Regions from separate parts of the Gasterosteus aculeatus genome. Here region 1 is linked to region 2. The links are chromatin contacts, called in public Hi-C maps. All regions are on one chromosome and are shown on one strand. The core of a region is the stretch at or near the end of the contact, and the rest is flanking DNA. Distances in the headings are between cores, read along the strand shown.

Evidence for each region. A called contact is a pair of places that touch in the nucleus more often than the background predicts.
Region 1: a Hi-C map of skeletal muscle shows a contact between it and region 2, with 3 times the contacts expected there. The contact joins the promoter of LOC120829387 here to the enhancer-like site in region 2. A contact is called at or near these places in 2 of 6 Hi-C or Micro-C datasets (both in skeletal muscle).

What each region holds. Positions count from the first base shown.
Region 1 is chr2:17,376,825-17,381,603 of fGasAcu3.hap1.1, forward strand. LOC120829387 (plexin-A1) reads right to left here and starts at 1,321. Exons shown (of 33, transcript XM_078085495.1): 1 at 1,080-1,321.
Region 2 is chr2:17,316,886-17,321,895 of fGasAcu3.hap1.1, forward strand. All of the region lies in intron 3 of LOC120829387 (plexin-A1), which reads right to left. Among protein-coding and RNA genes, the nearest start is that of LOC120829387, 59 kb to the right of the region's middle. Within about 2 kb of position 2,351, at least 1 of the 9 cell types and tissues checked has open chromatin away from gene starts, as enhancers often do.

The DNA.
Region 1 (4,779 bases), core at 71-2,570, 59 kb after region 2:
TCAAACCGGTGGCTTGGTGCCCGTAGTCTCTCAGAATCAGCCCGTCTGCCTCACCTACGCATATCACGTCAAAAATGCATAAGGTGACACAAAACTGTCAGGGCATGTTGATGTGAATCCAAAGCGATCTGTGTGTGTGTGTGTGTGTGTGTGTGTGTGTTTGTGTCTGTGTGTTGATGAGTAGGTGGGTTGGTGAGGAGCACGCGCACACACACGCCCAAGCTACATGCACTCACACGCGGGTCAAGCACTAACGTTACATGCACCAATAGACACATTCAAAGATGTGCATGTTGCATCTGAACAAGCACACTGGTACCAACTTGCACACACACACACACACGCGCGCGCACACCATGACACATTAGGACCGCTTACATGCACCAATATACACGCACAAGCACACGCGCAACTGGCGCAAAGAGTGCGTTCAAGTTTAAATCGCGTCTCCGGCGCAGATGCAGCGTTGCTCACATGGACACCGGGTTTAATCAAATGCGTCTTGGCTAACGATCCTACACCTGCTCCTCTGGCACTGCCGCGATGTGACATGCACCAAACACACCAAGCAGTAAAGCTCAGGCACGCGGGAGATCATAAAAACACCCCCCCCGCGGAGACACAAACAGCCTATTCATGCGGCCGCTTGTGCCTCCACAATGCGCAGTTCCTTTCCTGTGAGGAACTGCGATCCGTCACCGTCACACAACTTGGCCAATTCCAAGTAAACAACAAAAAAACGACATTTTGGAGCTGGTGTTCATGCGCAAACCTCCTCGTGCGTGCGGCTGCTTCCGTGCGCAAAACAAGCCTTGCGATGTTTCCAAGCACAAAGGTGAAATAAAAGAGAACGTCTACAGAAAGCCCCATTTCTCCCGCAGCCGCAGACCCGCTCCGCGTGTGCTCGTGACACCGCAGAGAGACACCGGTGGACGGGATGGAGAGGGAAGGGTCGGAGGAGGAGGAGGAGGAGGAGAGCAGGAATGTCACCGACATTTCGGATAAGGGACGAATTCTCTTCTTTTTTTTTCCCAAAATGACAAGCAACCACGAACCAAAAAAAGTTTGCCTGTACTTACTGCTCAAACCGCCCTTCGCGTTCGCCCTCCTTGGCATGTTTTGTCTTTTTAAGATGTCAGAGTTGCGGCAGAAGACATTTCCATTCCCGGCGGGCTTGTCAGAGAGCAGCGGCAGCAGCAGCAGCAGCAGCAGCACCGGTGTCCAGGCTCAGCTCTGCAGTTCCGTGCGCGCAGGACAGCAGCGATCAGCATGAATGAGGGGAGAGCTGCGGGTAGACGCCGGCATCCCCTGGTAGAGGGAATGAGAGAGAGAGAGAGACAGGGAGGGAGGGAGAGAGAGGCGGGGAGGTTAGTGACATGAGTGCGCCCCCTGGCGGTGGATGGTGGAGCGGCGGGTCGCCACACGCACCGCGCGGTGGCGCGCGTAGGTGGCGGCATCGGGCCCGAGGAGGGTCTCTCGCCGTGTGTTGGAGTCTTTGTCACACCGCTGATGGAAGGCGGCTCCTGTCGAGCCCGATGGGTCTCTGTTGTCATCGTATAACGCACGCAGAGTGGCACTGTCCTGGTTTTAGGCCTCTTATTTCGTGATGTTTGTGAATGTGTTTATTCACCCAAAATTGAAGCAACGTTCTGATAAAATATGTAACAAGGTTGTGGGTAAACTGAAACAAATGTTATTTCTATAAGGCAATGGGAACTTGACATGGATGAAATAGAGCTGAACAGACTTGAGCGACCACAAATATAAAGAATCGCAGATTGGACCGTTTTTTTTTTAAATAAAAAGGTGTAACACAACCAACTAAACTATCAATAAAACCGATCAGCAAAGTGTGTGTGGTGTTCTCTGATCTGATCAGTTACTCACGTTTACTCGCGTTGGAGCGGATTAAATGTACGTTTCCCGAAATCATTGCAAAGGGGAAAAGGGAGACTTCTGGGGAGATGCTTTGTACAACCGTAGAAAAGGACAAATACGAGGTGAGGTTATAGACCGGCCTTCAGAGGTCTGCTTTGACCTGCACATTGTTTTCTGCCTCAGCCGGACACGATGCTTCTCAAGTAGCAGCACCTTTGGCACTCGTACCTCAAATAATTATCAATTACAATAATGTAAGGCAAACTTGACAAAGTCTAATTGTACAAAAGTTGACTGAATGTGCGGGCTGTGAATATATGCTTATTCAACACTGCATTAACAGTTCATTTGTTGTTGTGGTGCAGTGAAGAAGCTCTGATAATAGCGCCGCATGCTAACGTTAAAGCCACCAGAGAGCAAACAAAGCTGGGAGTTAGCTAGAAACATAGAGGAGCATTTAATTGCTAAAAGGGCAAAAGCATTTCTCAAAGGAGTTGGTGGAGAGGAAAAAAAAAAAGAATTAGGAATAAATATTGAATTTAGTATGGAAACAAAAACTCCCGTTGGATGCTAAAGCTGCTTCATGGCAACTAGTTCTGTAACGTTAGCGTTAAATGAAGTTAGCCAACGCGTTAGCTAACATAACTCAATACACTTCACTTTATTGAGTTAATGCAACTCCTTGGTCCCCTTGTGGCCAAAATATCAAAAAGTAACTGGTTTAGTATTGTTTTACTAAACTACATACCACAAGCTCCCGACATTATTTGTTATATTGGACCATTTCCCCAAAACTATCATACCTTGTCAGTGGGTCTGATGAAGGTAATCAACGCAGCTGCAGAATCGTCGCAGACTGAGCGCATTTCAGGAAGCTCTTCGTTTTTGGGAGTTGGTGCACATTCACCATTTTTACACCAAGTAACAACTCTTTTCATGTCAAATATTTGGCCACAGCCATGTTTCTGTCCATGTCTCTCCATTCGGATTAAATCCTCAGCACCGCAGCATATCATGACTCATCAATTAACAGGGACTGGATTCCATTTAGCTCCTTCAGTGTCATGATCCTGGCAATCACCACTGGGAAATTTGAATTGAATGTAGCCTTGATGTCATCACACAGATCTGAACACAAAATCGTAAGTAAGAAAAGTTGTTGTTCACAAATGCACAATATAACTGGTTAAATCAAAACCATCTCTGGCTGTGGAACTTCCACTGTAACCCTTTAAAACCCAACAGGGGACTCTGGGAACAGGGGAAACATGTTGATGTGCACCATGAAGGACGATGCAATGTTGGTGTTTGTTCAAGCGCCATCATTTCTTCTCATGTGCAGGACTGGCGTTTATCCTGGGCCTCTGCTATGACCTTTGCGGTCTCCTGGTGCATAATAAATGATGATATTCCAGCCCATATTAGTGATGACTAGAGAGTTTTCATATGGGGCAATGGGGTGTCGGGTTTCCCGCAGAGGCAGAGGATGCGGTTATGTATATATAATCCTGCGCTGCTCACATTACTGTGTTTGTGCATTTGTGTGTGTGAACATCCTTTCCGCTAATGCTGCATTAAATTTGCCTGAGAAATCGGAAGTCTGAGCTGGGAATGACGTCACACCTGGGTCAATCGCATTCCAGTCCAACAAGTTGGACAGTTTAAGTCAGGTTACCCTATGTTAAGCTTATGCACAGCTTGGTTTCGATGCACTGAGAAACCATCTGGTATTGTGAGTCTTGATGGGGTTGGTCCGACTCAACAAGTTGGAAATAAAACATTACAAAGCGTCGCAATTTAAAATCCAACTGGTTCCAACGGCCATGATCAAAAAGTGTCCCTGTTCATTTCTCAAAAAAACTGAGTCATCCGCATCTGCCCTGTTGTGCTTGTTCAGCTGGAATCTTTATCAATACAAATCAGTGCCGTATTAAGTGTCTAGAGAAAGGCCTTTGGTTGTTGAAAAGCGGGAGCCAGATCCAGCTGAAGGTTATAAAATTGCTCGAGCTGCAAGGGTACAACGGCTCGCCGCTGCCATTCAATCAGACTTCTTTCTGCGACCAGAAGAGCCGCCGCCTGGTCGGCGTGAGAGAATTCAAGTTTAAATCGCTTCCGCATTGACCTCACAAGGTAAGAACAGAAGGATTGGACCCGGTTTAGTATGAAAAGAGTGACAAGGTGCATTGCTTTTTTGCGACTATTCAATCGTTTTTAAATGTATTTCCAATTTACCAGGGACAGACGATGCATCAAATGATTCTTCCGGGAAAAGAAAATACATACATCTATTTTGCATTTTCTTTTATCTTCTTAAAACCAAATTCTGCAGCGAGCAAAAGAGCCCTGCGTCCGATGTGGGTCTTGCTGGGTTTGCATGTCTTGTCAGCATGTCACTGAGCACGGTGTGAATGAAAATGTGTTTGATCCACTCGGCAATCTCTCTCTCTCTCTCTCTCGCTCTCTGTCTGTCCCTCATTTTTGTGGTTTGCTTGTATCTCCCTCCATCTCTTTCGACTTTCCAACAGAGCCTTGATCAGCAACGTCCATTTCATCCAGTAAACTGATGCCAAATCATAATTAAAATCTCCACAGAGAGAGACGCCTGAAAAAGAAGCTAATTAGCTGTTTTTTTTGTGTTTTTGTCGCTTTCTTTATGACTTAAAGAAACAAATCAAATTAACTCTCAACTTTTGTGCTTAAAAAGCCCAGGGGTCGGTGTGGCTCGGTTGAGATCGGGCAGATTTCCTCTTGTTTCTATGTTGAAGTTCCTTTTGTTTCACCGACAAGAGTCTGTCGTCTTCTTTTTCCGCTTTTGATCAGTGACAAAATCAGAGTGATCCCTCTGTGAGAGCAAATGCAGCTGCAATTACAGAGAGAGATGAGAAGAGCAGTAGATGGGAA
Region 2 (5,010 bases), core at 1,101-3,600:
TGCCAGGTCTGTTAAAAGCACATAATTAACTCTTTGTTAATACCTTGAAATGCTCATTCAGGATTTTACAGGTTCTTTGTGCGTCGCATTCAACCTCAAGCGAGAAGCATGTGAGCGGGCTCGTATCACGCAGGATCAGCGTTCGACCCCACTAACGGGAGCGAACCCCCCCGCCGGGGTCCCATGACCTGTTGAGAGGCCTGAAACCACACGAGTGGGGAACAGACTTTACAGCCACACATGGGGGGGGGATGATAGACCAGCGTCTCCCCCACAATTCAATTACGGGGGCGCACGAACCCTAACCTGGGAGGTGGGGGGGTGCTAAGCTGTGTCCACACACCTTTGGCAACAGTCAAGGCGGTAGTCAGCAAGTAAGCGGTAAAACGAACCGGTCCGTTCTCATGATCCACACGCATAAATGTATACGACTAAAAACGGCCGCCGTGAAATTGAGCTGTTCGGTGCGCTCGTGTTCTTATCCTTCGGGGTTCGGCTCGTGGAATGAAAGTCGAGAAACCGGCCAACACACCAAAAGACTTCAGGTGAGAACGCTGCAGCGACCAGCTGGGTGTGTCGGGGCTTTCCAAACACACACACACACACACACATACTTTATGGCATATGGCGCCGTAACACATTTGGCACCAAAACTAAATAGTAAAAGGTCTGAATTACAATAGAGACCTCGGCTCCCACGAGAGGATGCTGACAGCATCTTCCTCTCCCTCTCTCTCTCTCACAAGACACCTGTGTTTGCAAAGAAATATATATGGGGGTAAATCAACGGCATTGGCGTGCGATGACCATTTAATCAGCTGACGCCACGCACACGCCAATTGGTCGACGAACGAGCCGCAGAGCGGAGTGCCGGCCTCATCTTTGGCCCACAACAAATGAGTGTCTGTGTCTCCGGAGAAAGAGCGATCCAGGCAATGTCTGTCTAGACACTGATGCATTAGAGGCGTGTGCGGGTCCATCCATGTGCACGGGAGCTGTGGGGACAACACAGCCCAGCTGTAATTAGCTAATGTCGCTAGCAGGCTCAGCGCGACGCTCGATGAATGAGAATAAAGGGAAGTTCAGCGCGAGGTCGCGAGTTCAGCGAGTGGCGGCAACTTTTACAGCACACGACACACACACACACGCACACGGTTGTTGGGCGAACGGCTCAGAGAGGGAGGGGGGAAAAGTTTTTTCTTTTATTCTCACTTTTTCAGGGGGGGTATTTCAGGGTGGGAGGCGCCCCCCGTTTTAATGGTAGGGGAAACACTGCAGTCACACACTGATAATACTTTTGCTGAGACACACATGCATGGACAATAAGCTCGTAAGTCGTATGTCGGTAGATTCTATCTTGGTATAACGACTCACTACTCATGTCATCACGTGATCACAGCGCACAAACATGCGGGGAGCTTAATTTGTTTTAATTTGTTTTATTATCAAAACACAAACATTGAAAAAAAGTGTGGGAAATAAGTGCAGCGCACTTTCGGCCCACCGGGGATGAATAATTAATGTTACAGTGCCGCGTTGTCTGCCCAGAGAATCGCTTCGGTTGCCGCTGTTTGCATCGTATGCAAATTCACCCCAAAGTGTTTATTGGTTGGTCCCGCTTTCATCGTGCTGCCATTGGGCTTCGACTGAAACCCGCTGTGCATCCGTGCGCTGCATAATGACAGCGGACAATCCCAGAATCCTTGGACCCGGTTTTTGTTGCCGTGGCAGCAACAGGGGCCTGCCACGGTAAAACTATTGATACCACAAGAATGAAAGTTCCATTTGAGATTGATGTGACACGATGACCAGACTAGAGGTCAGAGCTCCATTTAGGCCTTTAGTCAACTCTGGTCTCTTTTAGTTAAGTGAGACATCCTGGAGGAGGGAGTGGACATGCGCAAGCTGAGCAACTAGCACGCACTGAGAAAATAAGTCCCTGGACAGAGAGCATAGAGAGCGGCTGCAAGGTCAAAAGGTGACAACAGGACAAACGTGGGGAAGAGAGAGAAAGATGGAGACTCGTTGCGTCCCTCCGCCTCCCTCCCCTTCCGCAGCCGTCGCTCCTTACAGTCTCTGCAAACATTATGCTAATGTGTGCGCCGCCGCCACGCGGCACGCTCTAATGTCATGTTGCCGCTAACAGTAAGCAGTAATCATATTTAAGGAGTATGGGTGGGGGACTCAAACAAGGGTCTTTATTATCCTGCGATGCCTAATCCGATAAGCTGTCATCACTTCACTCTGCAGCGATGCTTTTCGAAAAAAGAGGGAACGCACTCTGCAGCAAAGGATTGTGGGTGAGGAGAGAGAGAAAGAGAGAGCTCCAGTGAGACTAAAGTCTCTCTCTCTCTCTCTTCTGAGCGCAGACAAATCTGGATTTAGCCCTCTATTGTGCCTGCCGGGTTGTGGGTAATTAAATGTAGCTGATAATTTGATCTTTTTGTCTTCCGTCTTTTCTTCCCGTTCTCTCTGCCGCCGTGGGAGAATACACTGTGTGTGTCTGTGTGTGTGCGTGTGTGTGTGTGTGCTCGTGTTTGTGTGGGTGAGATCAGACTCGTGATGCCATGAAAGACTCTGCTCTCCTTCAAGACGTCTTCCAATTAGAAGGTTAAACAAAGGAATGTGTTGAATAGCAGCTTCACCCCGGAGAACGCAAGAAGAAAAAGTGAGGGAGACGCAGGTTGACCCAACACACACACACGCACACACACACACGCACACACTACACATAATGGCTGCATTGTCCGATTTGCAGTGTCCCGTCTGTTTTGAATGATTTTATTGCTCCATGTTATGAATTTAACAACTCTCAGATTTATTATAGGTATCAGTTAATATATATATATACTGCTGTGTAATAGTTTTAAAGCCCAGTAATTCATCAGCAAAGAGTGCTTTTACTGTAACAACTCGTGTCTGTTTAATCTTTTCCCATATTTTATTGATCGCTATGGCAACGTATTCCCTAATAAACACCCATGTGAGGGACTGGAGTGGACGCGTAGCCGTCGCCGTGGAGAGGGATGAGAACATGGAGAGAGCAGACAGGAAGCAATCAATCAAATGGCCCTCCCTGTAGCACATCCCGCCCTCCCTTTCTTTCTTTATTAAACTTCCTCTGCGTTGACCTTCGACCTCGCCGTTCCCAGCGCCCCATGAGCTCTAAAAGTGAGGCGTTTTAACTTCTAAAGCCCGCCGACTGGCGCTCGCCCCGAGGCTGACTGACAAAATGTTTCTCTGTGCTTTCTTTTTCTCCCTTTCTTCTTGGAAATAAACAACTCTGACCTGGGAGCGACAGCGGCAGATTAAAGGGTTCAATCCAAGTAAACAATAGGAGGTAGAGAAATAACAACTTCGTATATACTGTATGTAATCATAAATAAACACACCGCAGTCCTCCATTGGCTCGTAGTCAAAGCAACCTTTCCCCGGTTTCACGTGCTCTGCTGTCTAATGCCCGCTGCAAACTATTTAAAAGACCACGCATAACAACACACTACACTGATTTATAAAATCTGTGCTCACCACGCGCACACAAGACAACTCACTCACGATGAACCGTTTCAGAGCTGTGTCTCCAGGGACTTGAACCTATAACCTAAAGCATTCGACCAGCTCGTCATCTGTTCCTACTGACCAGCAGACAGATGCTCTCCTCCTGCTTCTGGAAGCCACGTTTCTGCTCTACAAAACCTTCCTGCCACCTCTGTCTCTCTCTGGGGCCTTGGCAGGTTTCAACATCAGGAATCAGCGACATTTATTACCAAAATATGTCAGACATACATGGAATTTGACTTAGTGCATAACATTGGGCAGCAAGACAATGGACAGATAAGACAACATATTGCAGGAGGAATTTAAATAAAAAATAAAAAGACATTCCATTACTCCAGAGGATTTAGAAATCCTGGGAACCGGTCGGCAAAACATTGAAACTCACACAACGGCGGCATTTTGGCAGATTGTCGAGGAGAACCAGACCCAAAATGTGTCCAATTACCCCGAAGGCTGGGCCAGTATGAAATAATGAAACACTAACACAGACGATGGGTGGTCTTGGGTAACTGGTATCATGGAGCCAGTTATTAACTGACTCAGGTTTCAGGCTTCCTCTCCGAGTGGTTCATGGGAAAAGGGCGGAGTTTCTGTTTTACAAGCCAATCACATGCAAGACACACATCACATAAAATGTTGAAATATTGCACAGCTTTGTTGGTCTGTGTTATTCATTACTATGAAGGCAGCTATAATAATAATGTTACATGTTGACATGTTGTTGATATATGTTATATCAACATGTGCTGCATTTGAGTCCAAGTAAAAAACATAGTCATATCCAAGAAATAATTTAGATAAACGCTGGACAGAAATATGGCAATCACATTTATGCGTGTGGCACTTTAAATACCTTCTAGAGGGTACTGTGGAAAACAAAATGATTATCTGTAACCAGATTATCCATTTGTCTTCCAAAATGACATTTCCATTAGTCTAATTTGTGTCACATTGAACTATAGTAAATAAGTGATAGTAAAGTCTAGTGGAGAACCTTTGACCCTCCAGTTCAAGCAGCTCGCCATCGTTTCCAAACATACTCAATCCTTTGGGAGACAAAAGCTGACATTGTGTTGGTGCACCGAGGTCAACGCTAACAACATCGGCAGCGCCTGCCGATATGCCAACCCCAAGAATGTAAACACACAAACCGCAAATTACCACAAATTATTGGATTGAATTGTTCTCCAGAAGTTATATAATATGTTGGATGTGATCGTTTCTGTTCTTAACTACAGCCCTCTGGAGCAACACGAGTGCTCTCGTCCTTTGACTAGTGGCCGTGGTGTGGGACGTCCCGTACGGCTGTAATGACGCCACGGATTTCTGGTATACGGAGCACGTGCTCCAGCATTTCATAAGCAATTTGACCCAAAGCATCTTGGTGCTGCCAGTTGTATGTTAAACACACAGCAGCATAAAGGACACGCCTCAGGAGGCCGCCTTTTCTAC